Linked DNA regions of Mus musculus: all the other regions are linked to region 3. A link is a contact called in public HiChIP or PLAC-seq and promoter capture Hi-C data. All regions are on one chromosome and are shown on one strand. The core of a region is the stretch at or near the end of the contact, and the rest is flanking DNA. Distances in the headings are between cores, read along the strand shown. Region 1 overlaps Alox5ap (arachidonate 5-lipoxygenase activating protein). Region 2 has its middle 5.7 kb from the start of Gm35704. Region 3 holds the start of Wdr95 (WD40 repeat domain 95).

Region 1 (3,910 bases), core at 205-2,704, 240 kb before region 3:
TCCGTGTGTCACACAGGGAGCTTGTTGAATGCAGCGGGCTTCATCCTGCTTTGAGAAGGACTGGGGGATTGGGCTTCTGCTAGGCTCCCACCACACGCTGATGCTCTTAGTCTGCGGATGACAGAGTAGCGAGGAGGTTGGTACCCAACAGCTGAGCAAATACTTGCTTGCTATGAGAGTTGAGAGCCTCTGGGGTTCCTTTCAACTAGTTAAAATTTCTGGTAAGGCAATGTGGGACTGCAGGACGCTGGCTTTGGTGCCCTCTGTGACAGTTTGAAACAGCCTGTGTCAGCTGGAGCTCACCTGTCCCGCTGGTTTTGCTCTAAGCTCCAAATCAGGGCTGATTGCCCCATGCCATTGCTGGTTCATTACTGAAATCTTATCTTGACAAACCGTTTCACTGGCTATTCCAGACATGTCAGCGCCACTCAGATGGGCCCAGGCCCAGCAGCCAAGGGTCTTGCAGAGGGACAGAGGACATGGGTAGCCTTGGCACGCCATTAGACAGTCACTTCTCATGAGGAATCTCCTCCTATCTCCAAATGATGATGCTCTGTGTAAAATATTTAGGATGGAAAGGGGAGGGGAGAGAAAGGAGGGGAGAGGAGGGAAGGGAAGGGGAGAGGAGGAGAGGGGACGGAAGGGGAGGGGAGGGGATGAGAAAGGGAGATTAAAACTTCTTTCACTCCTCTGGGATGTGTTTCCATCGCTGGGTACTTGTCTCTCATTAGGGCCAACCTGACTTCTTCCCAGGCAACCTCAGGAGGGAAAGGTTGAACCCTCGAGGGCGGAAGCACCTTCACCGGTGTATTTAAACCATCTCCTGAGCACAATGTTCATTACACCCCAGCCTCCAGTGAGAGCCTTAGAGGCGCTCCTGACAGGGAACACCCTGTAGAGGGCTTAATGAGTCCACGGTGCTCCCGAGCCTCAGTCCGACTCTCTGAGCGCAGTTAGGCCTTGCCAGCCTTCTGTCACCTGGAGTTAAGGACAAAAAGAGAACTCAGGGAAGCCAGAGCCACTGAGCCCAAAGGATGGCAGGCTGGAAGGCGGGCTCCTTCACCTGGCTTTGAAGCATGCGCAGTGCTTAATTACAGGAGGGTCGTGCCCATCCTTGCTATGAAGTAAGTGGGTAAATAGAGCGAGTAAACGCGGAATAATTTAACGCCCCGTGTCTGGAAGTGGCGGCGTCACTGGGTGAACTGGGTGTCGTTTGTGATGCATCTACGGCCCCCTCCCTTCTCTCGCAGCACCCCTGGCTACATCTTCGGCAAGCGGATCATCCTGTTCCTGTTCCTCATGTCCTTCGCCGGGATACTCAACCATTACCTCATCTTCTTCTTCGGAAGCGACTTTGAGAACTACATCAGAACGGTAAGCACGACGATCTCCCCGCTGCTTCTCATCCCCTGATTGCTGGAGACAGAGAAGGACGCTCACCAGATCAATAGAGACGCATCATAACGCAACGCCGCGAAGGCTTCTGCTCCTCTTCAAGCTGTAGATGCTGTCAATCTTGCTGCCCTCGGGGCTCTGTGGCATCCGTTAACTTTGCTTTTCCGGGAAGAAAAATGTCTTGTGCTAGCTCCACCCCTCGAATGCGGCGGTGGCCCAGGATTTATTGTCTACATCCAGCCTATACTTCTCCTGGCTTATCCTGCTTTCTGAAGATGTCTTGTAATCAGACACGTGTTTTCCTAAAATAAAGGGTATAGACAAAATTTAAGCCCATGGCTCAGATTGGGGTGATATTTCTGTATTAGCTATTAGTGTTTCTTCAACCTACATGATGATAATTAAAATCACAATTTCCATATATGGACGCTAACGTCTTCAAGAGTCTTTTATTGACTGAGTACCTTCCCCGTCCCATATTTGGATTAGGTTGGGATCTTAATTCACTAGGATCATGCCCAATATTACTGCATCATGCAGCTTACAATGTGCTCTAAGAGTTGAAGATAATGCCAGGCCACCAAACAAACATGACAAAATGGATTCACAGGTCACTTGCTGGCTATAGTCAATGAACAGATTTCTAATGCTGTCAGCTAGGTGTCTTTGGGACAAAGAGGGAATCTTGGAAGACATGGGTGTAGTCAAATGTCCAAGGCAGCTAACAGGAAAGGTGTTCTTTTGGGGCCATGCACAGTGAGCTCAGTTTGATTTTCCTTATATAACTTAATTTTGGGGGGATAGTATATTAGAGTTCTCTTGAAGGGGCAGCACTGATTTTATATGTATATATATATATATATATATACACACACACACACATATATATATATATAATGCACATGCACACACATCTATAAATTATATATATATATAATTTAGTACTAAATATATATCATATTTAAATTTATTATTTTATATACACATTTTATTTCAATATGTAAATATATAATATATTTATATGATATATAAATATATTTATTACTATATGTTATATATTTTCTATAACATGTATTTATTTTATAAATTTATTTCATAAATATAAATATATTTATAAGATATATATGTGTGTATATATATACATGCATATATATATATATATCATATATATGCCATATATATAGTTGGTGAGCTTACTAAATTGTATCTGGTGGCTGTCTCACATTGGAATTTGTAGTCGCTCAGTCCAGAAGGCTGGATGTCTCAGCAGCCCCAAGCTGGTGCTGAAGGCCTGGAGAATTCCTGGAGAGTTGCTGGTCTTCAGTCTACATTGGAATCCCAAAGAAGCCAGTTCTACTACCAAAAGGGATGCCACAGCCATGAGATAGATGAGCTTGTCAGCATGAGTGAGAGCAAGCAGGCAAAAGGCAAAAGCTTCTGTTTTCCATGTCCTTGTATGTGGGTCTTCCCACCACAAATGACCCAATCAGGAAAATCCCTCACAGGAGAGCCTGGTGGCTTGGTTGGTTCCAGAACCAACCAATAACCAAGTTAGTTTGTCTACAAATGGGTCTTTGTGAGCCTTTCATACATATACATTGCCATGCCTGGTTTTTATCCTGACCTCCATTCTCTGTCATTTCTTTGTCCTTCTTGCTGATTTTCTTTGTCCCCAAAAGTCTCCCTTTGCATTCTTGTCACATAGATCTCCTTGTCCCTCTTGTCTATCCTTCCTTTCTACCTCCTCCCTCTCACAATTGCATATCTATTTTCTCGTTGCACACACACATGCATACACACACTGACAGACACATAGACACATACATGCACACACAGAGATACACACATACATGCACACATGCACATGTGTGTTCACAGACACACACATAGATGGCACACAGACATGTGCACACACAGAGACAAACACACACACAGACTCACGCGCACACACACAACCCAGATACACACACACAGACATATGTGCACATGCATGTGCACAGACACACACAGACATATACACCCAGACACATACATGTGTGCATTATGTGCACACACAAACACACACATACACATATACACATGTGCACATGCACACACACACAGGCACATACAGAGACATGCACACACACAGACCCCCCCACATGCACACACACACACAGACATATGTATGTGTGCACACATGCACACACATCTATAACCGTTTATCGGAGAAAACACATGCTATTGTCTTCCTGATTTGGCTTATGTTACTCTAGTTGAATCCTTGTTCCTGCAAATGTGACAGTTTCATCCTTGTAAACTGTAATGAAATCTCATGTGTATATAAACTACATTTCCTCTATCCACTCATATTCTGGCTGTATGTCTTAGGCATTGTAACTGTCACATCAATAAACATGGGTCTGCAAGTATTCTGCAAGCATTCTGAATGACTCAGGGTCATTCAGGCACGAACCCACTGGTGAGGCTGATCAAATGTGATATATATAAATGTCATTATATATATGACATTATA
Region 2 (3,768 bases), core at 281-2,780, 180 kb before region 3:
GAGACGCTCTCCAAAAAAAAAAAAAATTTTTTTTTAAAGAGGTAATTGAAGCTAACGTGTCCATTGGACATGTTCATGGCTAAATGAGCTGCTAGGAGGAGGGAGACACTGGGGAGAGCAAGCCATTGGTGGGGCTTCGGAAGAGTGTTTGTCCGCCTGACCCCCCAAGCCCTGTGATCCCAATTACCCTTGCTCAACCCTCTTCACACAACTATGGGCTGAGACATCCAGTAGTGTGTGCCCAAACAAACCTTTCTTCCTTTTCAACTTGTTTCCCTTGGGTATTTTGTCACAGTAGTGGAAAGTAATTAACAAAGGGACTCTAGACTGATACCTGGTCAGGTTCTTGTGCACGCCAGGGCCGAGAGTCTGTAAAAATAGTTACTTGAATCTGTTGAAGGTCAACTATGTTTCTTCATGTACAGAGGTCCCGGCAGACAGTAGCACAGAGAAAGAGAGGTGTCACCCAGAGGGGACCTTGGTGGGGTGGACAAGGTACATGGGGACAGATCTTGCTATAACTCAAGTGTCTGGGGAGGGACACAGGGACTGTCTCTCCCCATCCCCCGTGGCAGTGACAATGTTTTGGTGATGGTGAATGGCAGTGGAGATGAATCTAGAGCTATGGTACCTTCCCCACTGGAAATGAGGTGAGGGAGGGCGTACTCTCCGATTGTGTAAATACAAGGCTGGGCCCTTTCTTTTTCTAGTCTTCTCTGATTGTGGGTTTTTTTGCATTACTTTTGACTTGCATAAAAACGTTCTTTCTCATTATTGGGTTTTCTTTTAAGTTTTGTGGGGAGAGCTGGCTCACCGGGATCCTGGACTAGTCTAGCAGGGGTACCCATCCTTTTGACATTGCAACATGGTCCTTGACATTTGTAAATAAGGTTGAGCGGCATTCACAGCTATCATGGGCCAGCTGGTGCGAGCCTCTACGGCTGGGAACGCCCATTAGTGGAGGGACTTTGTATTTAGTTTGGTTCTGTTGGGAATAGTTCTAGTGATGGGAGCAGGGATGGTTTGGGGCAGATTCACAGCCTTAGCTGAACCTCAGTTTCTTTATCCGTGGATTGTAATTCGTAGTTGGTTATAGCAGTTGTCGGAGGGCGTATACCAAACAAGACACAGGCACCAGACGTGGCAGGGCCCAGCTAGCAGGACTTCCCTGAAAGGATGCTTCAGGGAAGGTCCCAGGCACTGGAGACTTGAAAGGTGTGGTGGGGCGGGAGGGGACAGGGTGCTTGCTCTTTTGTTCCACTGGGTGGCTAGATGGCAGATGGCTTTGCCTCTCCTGGTGGCGAGGTGTGAGCGAACCTTGGCAGGCAGTACCCCTCCAGGCCCTCTTTCTATCCAAACCCCGCCCCCAGCCCCTCCAGGGGCTCCTGTGACACCATTGCCTGACTCAAAAAGCCACTGGGTCCAAGACCCGCCAGCACACAGACGGCCCCTTTGTCTCCCAGCCACACCTGACTGCTGCAGAGACAAGGCGTTGACGGGAGCTGCTGGCACTTGGCCAGGGCACTTTCAGTAGGGCCATTAGTCATGCCTCTTCCAGAAACCGCCTCATCCAGCAGCCATCAGTCTCTTGGCCCTGGGAGGCCTGGGCGGGTGTTTTTCATTTCCTCTCCGTGTTGATTTTTAAACAACAGCTGCCTTTTGGTTCCAGGGACCCTCCGGGTCAGTCCTGGGCCAAGTAGTCTATACTAGCCCAACAGGACTAAATGCCAGCCTCCACCGGTGGGAGCTGTGGGTCAGAGGGGTCCCCCCAGGAAGCCAAGGGCTCTCACCAGTCGGAGTCCCTGGGCAGCTTTTGTGTTCTGTCCTAGAGGCCTGTGTCAACCGTGGGCTCTGGGAGGTCTTTAGGATTCAGGCTATTCTTTGCTACCGGTTTTAGAAATGTAGGGAGCTCTGTAGAGGGAGGGGACCCCCATGGAAAAGATATGCAAGCAGCCAGAGTGCTTGTCTCAGTGTCCAGCACCAGTAGCCCCCAGAAGCCCAAAAACAGGGGGTTTGGAGAATGGCCTTTGCACTGGAAGGATCTCCAACTGGGGCTTTTATGTTAAGAGAGTCTTGGTACATGGAGCTCTTTATATTAGGGGAATCTTTACGAGTAGTCCTTGTTGGTAGGTGTACTGGCTGGTTTTGTGTGTCAACTTGACACAGCTGGAGTTACCACAGAGAAAGGAGCCTCAGGTGAGGAAATGCCTCCATGAGATCCAGCTGTAAGGCATTTTCTCAACTAGTGATCAAGGTGGGAGGACCCATGGTGGGTGGTGCCATCCCTGGGCTGGTAGTCTTGGTTCTATAAGTGAGCAAGCTGAGAAAGCCAGGGGAAGTAAGCCAGTAAGTGCCATCCCTCCATGGCCTCTGCATCAGCTCCTGCTTCCTGACCTGCTTGAGTTCCTTTGGGGATGAACAGCAGTGTGGAAGTGTAAGCTGAATAAACCCTTTCCTCCCCAACTTACTTCTTGGTCCTGATGTTTTGTGCACCTAAGACAGTAGGTAATCCCTAGAAAGGTGGCACTTTGGTATGAGGGCTACCATTGAGGGTCCCTAACTTCCTGGCATTGAGGAGCCCCTAGCATTGGGGAGGTCCCTGGCCCTGGGGAATCCCTGACAGTCTAAAGCTGGATTGTTGGTACAACCAAACATGAGAGATGTGTTAGAGTGTGTGCTCCCATGATCCCAGGCCTGCAGTGGTTCACAATCTTATTGTTTAGTTGGTCATAGCCAGGCGGCCTGTGAGGAAGGAAGGTGACTGTTCCCTCTGTGTGTGCACGTTAACCACCAGTGCCTTGCCTATCCATATCCTTTTCCTTTGCCATGGTAACTGGCAACTCTCTGGAGGAGTGGTTCTCAGTCTTCCCAACTCTGCAGTCCTTTAATACAGTTCATCATGTTGGGGTGACCCGCAGTCATAAAATTATTTTGTTGCTACTTTGTAACTGTAACCTTGCTGCTGCTATGAATTGTAATGTCACTATCTTATATGCAGGATATCTGATATGGGACCCCAAGGGGTTGAGACCACAGGTTGAGAAACACTGCTCTAGATAACACCTGCCTCTTCCTGTTCCTTGTGCCCAGTCAGCCTGAATCTTAGAGTTAAGATAAAGACCTGCTGGCCGGGCACTGTTTAGGTGGGTGTTAGCTAATCATTCACAGAGCTGCACTGCAGGGCCTCACCCCTCCTGTAGGTTGTGGGACTAAGGGGGAGGAAGACATTTTCTTGTGCCACTGTGGATCTGCAGAAGGTTTTCCTTATACTGGAGAGAGAGAGGTGTCTGAGGCCGGTCAAGGGAGTATCCTGGATTCTTGGAAGCATAGCTCCCCTGCCTGTGCCTTATTTAGCTATTTCTAGATGAAATATTATTTGTACCACGAATCCTCCATAAATAACGTAAACAGGCTTAGCCTGTGAAACCCCGGGACATCTGGTTTAATTTGAGTCTCATATAAACAGAGTATGAACAATCTATAATTTTTTGGGTATAAATATAATTGCCCACGATATCCGTGGGTTCAGCGTGCTAGGAGCCAGTAGACTACAAGATAGAAAATGTCCTCCAGTTGTGTCTTCATGGAACACAGATTACTTTTTTTTAAAAATTCCCTATCATCATTTCACAAAGAGCACAACTGTTTACATACTTTACATAGCACGAGGCCTCACAGTTTGTTACAGAGACCTCCAAGTCTCCCGGGAGGTGTATGTAGGTCACATGCCTTGTGTAGCCTGGCTCAAGTGTTCATGAATTAGGAACC
Region 3 (4,293 bases), core at 1,373-3,872:
ACCTGGTCCTAACCACTGAGCCACCACCCCCAACCTATCAGTACATAAGGTTTACACTTTCTACAGGACTTTCTTATTGCCAGGACATTTTAAAAATGGAATTATGCCAGAGTTCAATGCCTCCCTTGTCTTATCTGTGACTCTGTGGACTGTACCAACTCCTTTCTAGTAGCCAGTACTGATGCCATCTAGACCTTTGTGGGAAAGTCTGGGCCAACCCTACTACTCCCTAAGGCAGTACTACGGGGGCGGGGGCGGGGCTGGGGGGTGGGGTGGGGGCTGGGGGACGGGGATGGGATCAGCTTTCATCTGTACTTAAGGAAGGATGCTTCAAGAACATTATCCCTCAGACAGTGTTCTGGGATTTGTGACCCTGTTGAGGAACCTGATGAGAGACTGTGATTGGTTGGGGCGATCTGGTCACAGACAATGGTATCTGCTTGAGACAGAGAAGCAAGCTCCCCTCCTCCACAGCATCTCTGTTCAGTGAATGTGTTTACATCGGGCTGACTGTGGGTCATTAAGCCCCAGTGATAGGAAACTTTTAGGAGAGGAAACCATTCGTGCATACACAGGAAATAGAACTCAGTTGGCAAAATTTTCCACCCTGTGTAGATCTGAAACCACGGTCCGCAAGGTGCTTTAGGGGACCTTCCTCAACACACTGCTGTTTCCCCCAGAATGCTACGGAAGCTTTCTACTGGTGACTCAATGTTTTAAACTTTTCCTCTTGAGTCAGAGATGAACCGAAGCCCAGCGAGGCTCAGGGTGAAGAGGAAAGCTATTGTCTGGCCTTTGGCTTCCGTCATGGGGTGGGGCTTGACTGCTTAGCAACTGAACAGAAATCTGTGCCAAGGGAGGCTAAGAACCCCCTGTAAAGCTTGCCTCGGAGCTTGGCACAGCGAAACCAGATTGTTTGTTGGTTTGTTTTTTCCCCACTGCCTGCCACCCGTTCGTGATGTTACCGGTTACCGTGTGGCCCATGCCCCTCGGATGGCTCCAGATCACCTGGTTTCATTCATTCACTGTGTTTCACGGACTTTGACGTCCCAGAACGGAATGATCATCATTGTCTCTATAAAGACCTCAAACCAAGATACGATTTAGTGAGAAAGGGGACACAGCTGAGAGAGACCATGTCTGAAAACTAGGACTTGTATACATCCTCCATTAAATCTAAATTAAAATTAAGGTAGATTTTTTTTCCATCCATCTTGGGCATTTCCAAACTGACTTAGAGGTCTGGGGTGTACCTCAGTGGTAGAGTGCTTACCTAACATTTATAAGGTCCTGGGTTCAGCGTCAGAATTCTGTCTAAACTCCACCCCACAGTTACCTGGCAACAGGCAGGTAGGCCTGACCCACTATAAAAGGGGCTGCTTGCCCACTCCTCTCCCTCTTGTTCTCTTGCTCTCTTGTTCCCACTCTGTCCCCTCGCCTCTTCCCCGCCCCCCTCCACGTGCTCATGGCTGGCCTCTACTCCTCTACTTCTCTACTCTCCCTCTCTCTGCCTTTCTCTGCCTCCACTGCCCTCTTAACTCCCCTCCCCATGCCCTGAATAAACTCTATTCTATACTATACTATACTATACTATACTATACTATACTATACTATACCTGTGGCTGGTCCCTCATGGGGAAGGGATGCCTCGGCATGGGCCCGCTGAGACATTCCCTTCTCCCACACCTCACCACACCTCATAGCACATATCTCCTATTTATTTATTTATTTATTTATTTATTTATTTATTTATTTATTTTAAACACATCATTCAGGACTGAAGGAAGAAAGACAAAACTCATGGAAATGATTTTAAGTGATTCTTAATAATTCATATTTAAAATTACAACATTTCTGCTTCTTAGACTTCAACTACAGTTTCATCTGGTACTAAGGTCACCTGCCCAGAGACCTGGTGTGAAGCGAAGCGGTAGGCAAGACAGAGAAGCCCTGTTCTGAGCTGGCTGTCCTCCCGCTTAAGGAGCAGCTGTCTTAGTGGCCTCCCAAGCACCAACGCCAGGGCACCCGCGCCAGCTGCCACACTGGAGCTGCCGGAGTTCCACACCAGTAGAGTTTTATGTAAGGGCTTCAAAGCTACAGCAGCCACCGCAGTAGCTCTGACCTGGCCTTTCATGTCTCAGTCCAGACAAACGCGTGATTGAAGAAAGGATTCATCCAAGCCCGTGTCACATTGGCCATCTGGAAACCCGCCAGCCGCTCATTTAGCAAATTACTTTGTTTAAAGGCAGCTCTGTGTTCCAGCGTTTGTGCTACCAGGATGGGTCTCATAATTCCTCCGCCTTGGTTTATCCGCTCGGCTCCTCTCGATCTGCCTAGCAACTTAAAAGACTGTTAATGCGTGACAAGGCACTTGACCCGCATGATTTTCGAGCGGAGGGAGAGCATTCGTCTTGTGCTGGCTTGTCCTCTCCTCCAAAGCAAGGGCACGACGCCCCGCGCTCTCTGTCTTAATGAAGCCTGCCTTTATTAAGAAGCCCATTAAGCTCCACAGGGCCCAGCCATCCAGCACTGTAAATATTACCCCATAGAAATTCACATAGGGCCCTGGCGCGGGGTGGGGGATGGGGAGTACGGTAAGCGCTCACCCATTCTGCCAGTCTGGAGGAGACCTCAGCTCTCTGTTGATGGAAGGCTGTTGCTGTTTGACAGGCTGATGCCTCTTTGTTTGGAAAGATGAGTTAGAATCGTTAGCAGGTAATGTCACAAGGCCCCTGGGGTGGTTTGAATAAAAGAGTTGGAAGCAACCTGACTACAGAATAGCAATGAGTTCTCAGGTGTCTGATCTGGATTTTCTTCTTCCAAAAGAGGAAAGAAAGAGGAAAAAGGAGCCCACAGAGGCTGAGATGGTTTCTTATCAGGATGTTGCGGGTCACTTTGTCCTGATATGGTTTATCATCTGTCATTGACCAGGGCAAATGATCTTGGTGACTGTTGTTTCCATAAATTGCTCATCTGGGGTCGTGGTATTCTTAAGTCTGGAAGCTAGAAGCTCAAATCAGTGAGTGGATCAAAGACATATCGTGTGTTCAGTATCTAGCTAGGCCCTTTAAGGGGGCGGGGGGGGGGGGAGGATCACACAATAAATGTGCTTTGGGAAGTTTTTTTTTTTTTTTTTAAAGTGTGTCTATTTAGTGACTAGTAAAGACTCGGACTGGGTGTCAAATGTTGATGTGATTTGGGCCAAGGTTGCCTTAGTCCTCTCTTGGAATTATTTTTAGAGGTAACTGAATTAGTGATGACATATAGTAAGAACTCAACCGTGCTACTTGATATGTTTTGTAAAGCGCGGTATGCTTCACTGGGAGGGGGTGTCTTAGTGGGTGCCCCCTGTCCCCAGGTACCAGTCATACAACACGGGTCTAGTATAAAATGTTCACTTGAGGCATGGGAAGGGGGTTGAGAAAGGAGTTGAAGTAGAGAAAAAGAAGGGACAGAAAAAGATGGGGAGAGGGAGGGTGGGGGGGTCAGAGAAAGAGAGAGAGAGAGAAAGGGGTCAGAGAGAGTGAAGAGAGGCCAAACAGTTCTTTTTATAGCAACCCAGGCTCCCACCTGGCTGTTGCTAGGTAACTAACTGTTGGGAGGAACCTAGAAGGAATGCTAACGTGCTAACACTAATAACACCAGGTATGGGATAGCTATCCTCGGTATTGGCACCGCTAAAGTAGTCACTGGACTGGATCGAGGGAAGAGAGCTTTATGAGCCAACTCCATACATGTACCAACTCCAGGTAGGGAGAGGGCGGCCTGTGAATGGCACTGCATAAACCGGGCACAGCCTTGGTGGGCAGGGAAAGAAGTGGGTAGGTAGCTAGGTGGACTGGAAGGAAGCTCGAGTTCAGAGCACAGGAGTGGAGATGATGAACGAATGAGGGGCTGTGTTGGTGGAGGCTTGAAGGCTAAGGGGTCTCAACATGATCTAGCTGGTAACAAGCTGCCATCTTGCTTTCTTGCAGGAGAGCCGCAGAGAGCTCTGGGTCGGTAAGGGAGAAGATGGAAGCTAAGAGGCGGGGGGAGGGGGGGGGTGGTGGTCCAAGGCCAGTCATCACCCCAGGTCAGATGGACGAGACGTTCCGTGGAGGCAGCCAGAGGATGCATGGGAGGGAATGAAGCTGTAATCCCCTTCCAGAGGAGCCAGGCCTGAACTGACACCCATACACACACCAGGTGGAAAGGAGAAGGGAAGGAGAAGGGAGCCTTTGGGGACCACCCAGGCGGTTGCTCCGCCCACCATGTTCCAAGCATAGGTCGCTAGGACCCCAGGAGACTGACACG

Evidence for each region. Promoter capture Hi-C pulls out the DNA fragments that hold promoters and counts their contacts. HiChIP or PLAC-seq counts read pairs in DNA pulled down with a chosen protein or histone mark.
Region 1: a promoter capture Hi-C map of hippocampal neurons shows a contact between it and region 3, with 3 times the contacts expected there. The contact joins the enhancer-like site here to the promoter of Wdr95 in region 3. A contact is called at or near these places in 2 of 39 promoter capture datasets (the 3T3-L1 cell line and hippocampal neurons), 15 of 484 Hi-C or Micro-C datasets (the G1E-ER4 cell line, the HL-1 cell line, the N1E-115 cell line and 10 more), 6 of 115 datasets of contacts at active chromatin or transcription factors (astrocytes, craniofacial prominence, embryonic basal ganglia and 3 more) and 1 of 9 other capture datasets (adipose tissue).
Region 2: a contact with region 3 is called in a FOXA1 HiChIP or PLAC-seq map of pancreatic cancer cells. The contact joins the enhancer-like site here to the promoter of Wdr95 in region 3. A contact is called at or near these places in 10 of 39 promoter capture datasets (the 3T3-L1 cell line, the HPC-7 cell line, HPC-7-derived erythroid cells and 6 more), 2 of 15 datasets of contacts at CTCF or cohesin (the NIH/3T3 cell line and embryonic stem cells), 9 of 484 Hi-C or Micro-C datasets (the HL-1 cell line, the HPC-7 cell line, cortical neurons and 4 more), 7 of 115 datasets of contacts at active chromatin or transcription factors (SST interneurons, T-cell acute lymphoblastic leukemia, embryonic forebrain and 3 more) and 2 of 9 other capture datasets (adipose tissue and pancreatic islet).

What each region holds. Positions count from the first base shown.
Region 1 is chr5:149,286,322-149,290,231 of GRCm38.p6, forward strand. Alox5ap (arachidonate 5-lipoxygenase activating protein) reads left to right here. Exons shown (of 5, transcript NM_009663.2): 5 at 1,251-1,832. The coding sequence ends at 1,413. Among named protein-coding and RNA genes, the nearest start is that of Alox5ap, 23 kb to the left of the region's middle. Within about 2 kb of position 1,455, at least 40 of the 459 cell types and tissues checked have an H3K27ac peak or open chromatin away from gene starts, as enhancers often do. A contact at or near this core is called in cerebral cortex, forebrain, hippocampal neurons and 1 more, where this site is marked.
Region 2 is chr5:149,351,826-149,355,593 of GRCm38.p6, forward strand. No RefSeq gene overlaps it. Among named protein-coding and RNA genes, the nearest start is that of Gm35704, 5.7 kb to the left of the region's middle. RefSeq lists an enhancer at 334-2,542. Within about 2 kb of position 1,531, at least 153 of the 459 cell types and tissues checked have an H3K27ac peak or open chromatin away from gene starts, as enhancers often do. A contact at or near this core is called in the HL-1 cell line, the NIH/3T3 cell line, embryonic forebrain and 4 more, where this site is marked.
Region 3 is chr5:149,526,057-149,530,349 of GRCm38.p6, forward strand. Wdr95 (WD40 repeat domain 95) reads left to right here and starts at 2,623. Exons shown (of 23, transcript NM_029440.3): 1 at 2,623-2,715. The region is part of intron 1 of Gm15997 (predicted gene 15997); the gene reads right to left.